Linked DNA regions of Zea mays: region 1 is linked to region 2. Evidence: chromatin contacts called from public Hi-C data. All regions are on one chromosome and are shown on one strand. The core of a region is the stretch at or near the end of the contact, and the rest is flanking DNA. Distances in the headings are between cores, read along the strand shown. Region 1 holds the start of LOC103637733 (probable inactive poly [ADP-ribose] polymerase SRO1). Region 2 has its middle 28 kb from the start of LOC103644834.

What was found. Hi-C and Micro-C count contacts between places; a contact is called where the count stands out from the background.
Region 1: a contact with region 2 is called in a Hi-C map of leaf, with 3 times the contacts expected there. The contact joins the promoter of LOC103637733 here to the enhancer-like site in region 2. A contact is called at or near these places in 3 of 25 Hi-C or Micro-C datasets (bundle sheath, ear and leaf).

What each region holds. Positions count from the first base shown.
Region 1 is chr1:105,462,041-105,465,729 of Zm-B73-REFERENCE-NAM-5.0, forward strand. It overlaps LOC103637733 (probable inactive poly [ADP-ribose] polymerase SRO1), which reads right to left and starts at 2,190. Exons shown (of 7, transcript NM_001428418.1): 1 at 1,966-2,190; 2 at 1-1,031. The coding sequence starts at 857.
Region 2 is chr1:105,053,297-105,056,816 of Zm-B73-REFERENCE-NAM-5.0, forward strand. No RefSeq gene overlaps it. Among protein-coding and RNA genes, the nearest start is that of LOC103644834, 28 kb to the left of the region's middle. Within about 2 kb of position 1,430, at least 20 of the 20 cell types and tissues checked have an H3K27ac peak or open chromatin away from gene starts, as enhancers often do. A contact at or near this core is called in bundle sheath, ear and leaf, where this site is marked.

The DNA.
Region 1 (3,689 bases), core at 940-3,439, 410 kb after region 2:
TTGGATTCAATAACTGAACCCATCCCCTGCAACAACAGCTTCTCCACGGCTTCAATAGTGCGCTGGGCACGTGATACCTCACCCAGATTAGCTTGGCGTGGTAGTAGGTTACAGGCTGTAGGCAACAAAGTGCATGGCTCATTTTCTCCAATAGCTTCTCCCATATCACAGTATTTTTTTATGATGGAATTATTTTCAGCTCTAGCTCTCTTAGGACTGGAAACATCTTCAGTACTTGAACCGAAGTTTGAACTTTCTGCGGAACTTTCTGATGTTCCAAGCTGGTCATTCATTTCTCGTGTCCCATTTGACTCAACACTAATGTAATCATGATATCCGTTGCCAAAATCTTTCTTCATAAATATTTTCTGATCTTGCACAAATGATTCTGGGAAGTAGCGGTTTCCATTTTCATCGATCCAAGCAATCGGCCTCTGAAGACCTGTCTTCGTGTCTATGAATGTCATATGGGCAAAATCCAGCAAAAATAGCTGGTTCTGATATCCTGTTTCTGTGATTGTTTTTTTCGCCCTGAAGTCAGCTTGTGCCAATTTGACAATCTTTTCTGGGAAGTCTTTCCAGACAGCACCTATGCGAAGCAAAATACGTTTAGGTGGTGCGCTACTCATGAAGTTCTTATAGCTCTGCAAAACCTGCTTGTTGAAGTGGCACACGATCTTTGCCTTGCGGTCTTTATCAACATGAAACCTAACAGCAGAATCATTGACAGGGTGCTGATGCAATTCAGAGTTGTGGAATATGTCAGCATCATATGCAGCGGGGTTCTCCCGCTTTCTCTTGAGACTATTCATGTTCCTTCCACATTTACCCAATACCTTTCCGTTCATCGCAGCCATTATTGCTAGCAGAAATGAACACGAACCAGAAACTAATTCTTCCAACCAAACTAAACCTGAACAAGTCTACTATTTACACTAATCTAGTGGAGAAGCTTCTGAAGACGTTCCACCTTGTAACCGACAGGCAAACGAAAAAGAGCCGGAGAAGAAACGCCAAAAGACAGTATGATCCTGCTAAGGGAAAATTGTCAGAAATCAGTAAGATAATTGTTGCTGCACTTTATATGCAGCAAAACAATATTGGATTACAGCAGGACACTCAAAAAAAAAAGGAATGACTATGGTATCAATTTTCCAGTGAGACCCTGGGAAAAATCCAAATCTTAATGCTGTCACTAGCTGTTATGTTAAGCATGGCCAAACAGATTATAGAAGTGCACACATCTTTTGTCATGTCGTGGTGCAAAAATGTTCTTTCCATGAAAAATAAGTCAACCTGTTGACTAGCAATGCCTAGGGAGTGCTGCAACCATATAGACAGATAGAGAGGCTTTTACTATTATGGTATTATTAGCCATGAAGGTCTGCTGCTGGTGAGGGAGCAAGATGCTTGTACTAACCTACAGATAACATGGTTATGAAATAATCTATGGTGATGGATTAAAGCACCAAATATTCTCTTTCATGCACAAATTAGCAGTTAACCAATGAATTTAACTGAACATGGAGCAAGAAAACTTGTATCTTAGACCATATCCATTGCAGAGCACATGGCAGGGCAGTAAATGACTAGTCAAGTAATAGAAGTAAACATCAGAATATGGTGCATAGGGTAAAATTCAGCGGAATTCTGACAAAATCCACTCAGTTTCCATGGATAATTTAACAAGTAATTAAACAGGACTGCAGTGCAGGAATGGAAATTTTTGAAAAGTCAACAATACATAGAAGAATCGATTTGGTGATCTCAAATCTGCTTTAGCCCCCAACAATTCACATCTTCATAGCACATATAATTGGCATCCAACAAATCGAACATGAAGGCTACAGATCAAAAAAAAAGCTTCCAGATCGAAAATACATACATATACAATATACAAGGGGATCCTCTTCGCCGAGGAACCAGTCAGTCAGACAAGCAGATCCGCCGATCGACGACGCTTACCTAGGGTTAGTAGTGGGGGCGTTAGCAGGGGCGACGGCGGACGAATAAATTGATTGCTTCATCTCTCCCTATCGGATCCCTTTTGCTCCCCCTAGGTCACCGCCCCTACCGACCCCACTTTATCCCCAGGCGATAGCCGGAGGTGGGGGTTCTCGCCGGAGCTTCTGCTGCTGCTTCCCTCGCCAGCGATATTGAACTGGGTCGAGGTGAGCGCAGCACGAATCGACGGCGGGGGGGGGGGGGGGGGGGGGCGAAGGTAGGAACTAGGAAGAAGGCAGGAGCTATGCGGTGGTGGAATTATTGAACACGGAGCAGAAGAGATGAGGGCGAGGTCCACGCACGCGGCACGCCTTTGCCGTGACCCCACCTGCGTTATTATTATTCCGGCCTATCCTATCCACCCACCGCCCTCCGTCCTCGATCGCTCTCCGACGCATGGGTCCGGACCCACCTGGGCACGGGTACGCAAGGCGCTAAACTTGGATGCCAAGTTGCCAGCCTCTTTCCTTGCGCCATAAGCAAAAAAAATGGCGAGCGGGCGACGTCGTGATGCCGACATGCGTGCTTGCATCGGACGGTTCACGCTTGAGGTCAACGGTACCTGTCCCACAGCAGCCGCATCACGGCCGTCCACACGTTGCAGGTTTTTGTTTTTCGTTAAATTATGGAGTAAATTCTAATGGTTTGCGTGCGTGTGTCGGGCAGAGGCGACGTGCTGATGCCGTATTCTGAATTCTTGCGCCCAACGTTCAGATTGGCCTTCGCAGCCCAACTGGATATCCATATCAATTTGCTGGCTAGTGTGTCAGTATGTATAGTTTTGGTGGATTGAACTTAATTGCACGTCGTGTTTCACGAATCTATGGAGAACTTTGGCCCACGCCATCGAGGATTTGTTGGCGCTGATCTAAATAATACTTGCGCTTTCTATGTGGTTTCCTACTCCATGGCTGCGCACTAGAGAAAACTAACATCATTTCCATCACCATCGTGTACACCTAATAAACTTTATTAAGTGCTAGATACAATACTTGTGTGAAAAATGATCATCTGAACAGACCTCAGACTCGGAGTCGATACGACTGACTGCAGACCTAATAAGATTTTTATGTAGCCAGAGCCAGAGCCAGGTATTGAATACTACTTTACCAAACAATCGTTGATTGCCAGAAGTCTTCGAGTCTTGATGAAACAAATGCAGATACGAAGATTGACCACTAGAGCTTAGTTTGGCAGCGAGAGGACAAAAAGCCCCGGGAAATAATCCAGCAAGAGGATTTTAAAAGTATTTTAAATGATACTTTAATTTTCATGGAGGATTTTTTTCACTCTGTTATATTTGGCAATCAAGGGGCCAAATACCCGTCTTGTGCAAAAAAAAAAAAATCAAAATCAGGAAAAAAAAATCAAACAGCAACTACTCATCCATCATCACATCACACGTACGGATAGTTGTGTGAACATTAGAAAAATGTTTAAAAATAGCACACAAAGTTTAATTTGAATAAAATCAAATATTCAACAAACTTAATCCATCACCAAATCACATAAAATCATCTCCATTTACACGTATAGATAATATAACATAAAAATGAAGTACAAGCTTCTTTATTAGGAACTTTGCCACTAAAATAAATTATGAGTTTAACCCCTTTTCCACAAGCTTCATGTAGATTGCCATTGCATTTTCCTTCTCCATGTTAGCTTTACTTATCACTACTAAA
Region 2 (3,520 bases), core at 180-2,679:
AGGCATCTCTGGGAAACCACTTGCTAAGTTGCCATATACAAAAAAGAGAGAGAGAGAGAGAGTAGGAGCTCTGTATGCTCTTCCAACAGTAACAGCCTAACAGGTCACCGGAGTGTAGGCATGGGTATAGCCCTGAAGAGAGCCTGTGCAGACGCCAGATGCATGCCAGACGGCAGGCTGCTCCTGCTTCGCTTTACTACCACTCTCCTACTAGCAGGTAGCATTGGGATAGGGAATGGTTGCGCCGATCTAGCATCAGTTTCAATTGAATTCCCTCTGTCTCTACGAGGTGCTGCACTGGTGCATCATAAACACTCTAGACCGTCTGTAGTAAGTTATCCAAAAACATTATTTTACACTATAGATTTATAGTACTGTTCGCAAAATAAAATTTAAATATGAGTTTGTGGATGGCTGCTGTGCATAGCCTTACGGCCAAAACTGCTCGTGTTCGCCCACCTGTTGCTGTTGCGCTGCATGGGCATGGCATGGGGTTTGGCTGGGTCGCCTGGAAAGCCGTGTGCCGGAATGCCGGTGACACTGGCAGCTCAGGGAGAGAGAAAAAAAAGGCACGCGAGAGATTCCACCCACCCCTCTGCATTTATAAGATAAATACTAGTAGTACACAAGTGAGGAAACAAGAAGACCGAAGAAAGCAGGCTGGATGCTGTGATGTGCCTGCCTAGTGGTAGCGGGCGACGACGACCACAGTTTTGGCCGGCTGCGGTTTTGCATCTCCTGTGCGGTGCCCCGTGCGTGTTTGACTGTGTGTGTGTGAACTGCCAAGGACCCGCGCTTTCCTTCCCCCCGCTGTGGCTGTGGCGGGACGACGAGTGGCTGTGGAGGGCAGAAGCAACAGGAGATTCGCGCTCCGCGCCCCCATGTTGTACGTACGCGGGATCCATGACCATGAGAGACCATGACAAGTACAGCTCTCCCTTCCTAGTCCTGGTAACAATATTCTCTTCGTCGCCACACACACACTGACACAACAAGTGCCGACCGTTTCCGATTCGTCGAGGTCCGCCACTCGGTCTTTGGTGCAGATGCCAGGCACGTCGCTTTCGTTCTTGTTCCTTCCTGCCTGCAGGAACAACCTTGGATTGGAGCAGTGCTAAGCGGATACTACTAGTCCTAGTCCTGGAGGAGTTGCTATCCATCCGCCCGCGGATCCGGCGAGAGACTGGATAAATTAGTTGCCGGAGCGACTGCCGACTGCAGGCCTGGCCTGGCCAAGTGGAGCACGTGGCAGCGGCGGCGGTGGTGGTCCACCGTCCACCCACCCAACAGCCTTTTGCACTTTTGCTTGTTGCAACCCTACCCCCTACCAGGCTGCCGAAAGAAGGAAAGACGTGGGACACATGGACGACCACCCCACCTGGGCCCATGCGTCAGCTGTCCGCCTGTTCCCTGACCCTCTCTCCTTTCTCCATCCATCTGGCTGAGCGCCTGAGCAGAGCTGACTGCCCTGCTCTGCTCACCTGCACCTGCATGCTGTGTCCTCTCGACCAGCTTGACTACAGTACAGTACAGTAGTCTTTCAATGCCGATTCAGGAAAAACCAAACCGCTGCAGGCAGGCCAGGCCCCCCTGGCTGACGCGTGCTCCTCTCTGCTTGTGTGATGTGTCTCCACACTCTCCTGGCGATGCATCATCCATCGCTGAACGGGATGATGACAACGATATCCACCTCCTCCTCCTGCTGCTGCCGGTGCCGCCGTAGATCGCCCCATCTGGTCTGGCTTTGCGGTCGCGAGGGAGGGAGATACACGAAAGCGACGCTGAACCAGCAACAAAAATACGGATCCATAAAATAACGATGGCTGCTCCGTACCTACTGTACACCTGAAGTTTTATATTTACATAATCACTCTGGTATGCTATTAGTTGTCGTTTTGGACAAGATTTCAATTAAACTTTTAAAATTTTGACTACAATTAAGGCTTCGCGTGACTATCTAGCTTCGAGAACTAATTCTCCAATATATAGAGTGATTCCAAATAATTTTTCAAGTAGAAGTGAATCTATTTGACGAAATCGTTTAGCAAATTGTGCGTGAAGTGATTCTCGATGGGTTGAAGTGTGAGGAACAGGTTGAGAGCAGCGGGAAGCAGGTTTTTTTGTGTGGCTTCCACTCTCTGATACAAAATAGATATTAGATTCACTTGACTCTCACTATAGAGCAACTCAGTTTTTTAGGCATTTAGTTTCCTAGAAGTGATTCTCGCTTGGAGCAGAGCTAAGAGAGATCTATCAAACACCTATTATTTATATGCACCGATTTATTTTAAAAAGTATTTTTTTATAAAAGTATAAATGTATATTTTAATAAAAAAATCTTGTTTGAAGGTATATTTTGAAGACCGCGATGTTGACAACAGAGAAAGGCAGCAGGGTCAACCACTCGCACCCGTCCTCAACTCCATCGCTTTCCAGACCCAGCTGGTCGGTGTCCTCGGTGGAACCAATACCACCACCCCATACACAAGCATTGCATTGCATACTCCTACGTACGTTGCATTGCAATTGCATTCGTGTCTCTGCCGCCCACGTACGTCTGGGCTAGTCCACGCAAAGCCGCGGAAAGAGCAGCAGAGCAACGGGGTAACCTCGCAAGACCGCGGCGGGAGCAAAGCAAAGCAACCGACGGACGATCCAAACCAAAACCACGGAAGGCCGAAGGGAAGGTCTCGCCTCCCTCGGACAGCCAGCCGGGCAGGAGACGACTTGACTTGACGCCCACTCTCTGGTCTCTCGGTCTTTGCGAGGCAGCGACCAAGTCACGAGGAGGGGGGCGCATGGCATGACCGCGGGCTAGCGATGATACGGATGGATAACATGTTATTTGTTATTTTACTTTAGTTATTTTTAAGCATTCGTGATTATACCTCTCCCTTTCACCACTTGTTTTTTCCCAATTTTGTGAGTTTACCCCTTCATTTTCAAACGGAACCTATGTAATATATTGAATTAATATGAGACTGATCCATATTAATATTCAATAATAGTCAATGCTAGAGGTCCACTTTAATGCTACGACGTATTATGACTTTAGTACCATACTGGAAGTTTAAGAGACAATTCACTCAACTTAGGACCATTGGTTCATCTATTGAGAAGCTAAGAAAAGGATAAAGGATTGCCACACGCGCGTGCCGTCGGCCGGGCCGTGGCCGTGAGGCGTGTATATATATACGGAGGAGGTGAGGCTGCTTCTGGTAACGACAACACAATACGTTCTCGCTCTGCAACGAACAGTCTTAGACGCGTTGCACACAGCTATTCCCGTCCCACCTTCTGCAAGAACAGAGAGTGTGAGAGAGTATGTCTCCGAAATCGTCATCCGCAGAGACACTTGCACGAGTGTGCGGGCGATCAAGTTTTTGGGGAGCATACTCGCGACTGCTCACTTCGTCCACTCGACCAGCACTGATCAAGTTCCTCGTCGCCGACACCGTTCGAGGGACTGCACTATGTACATCTGTCTACGTCGACTGTGTACAACTATATCGAACATACA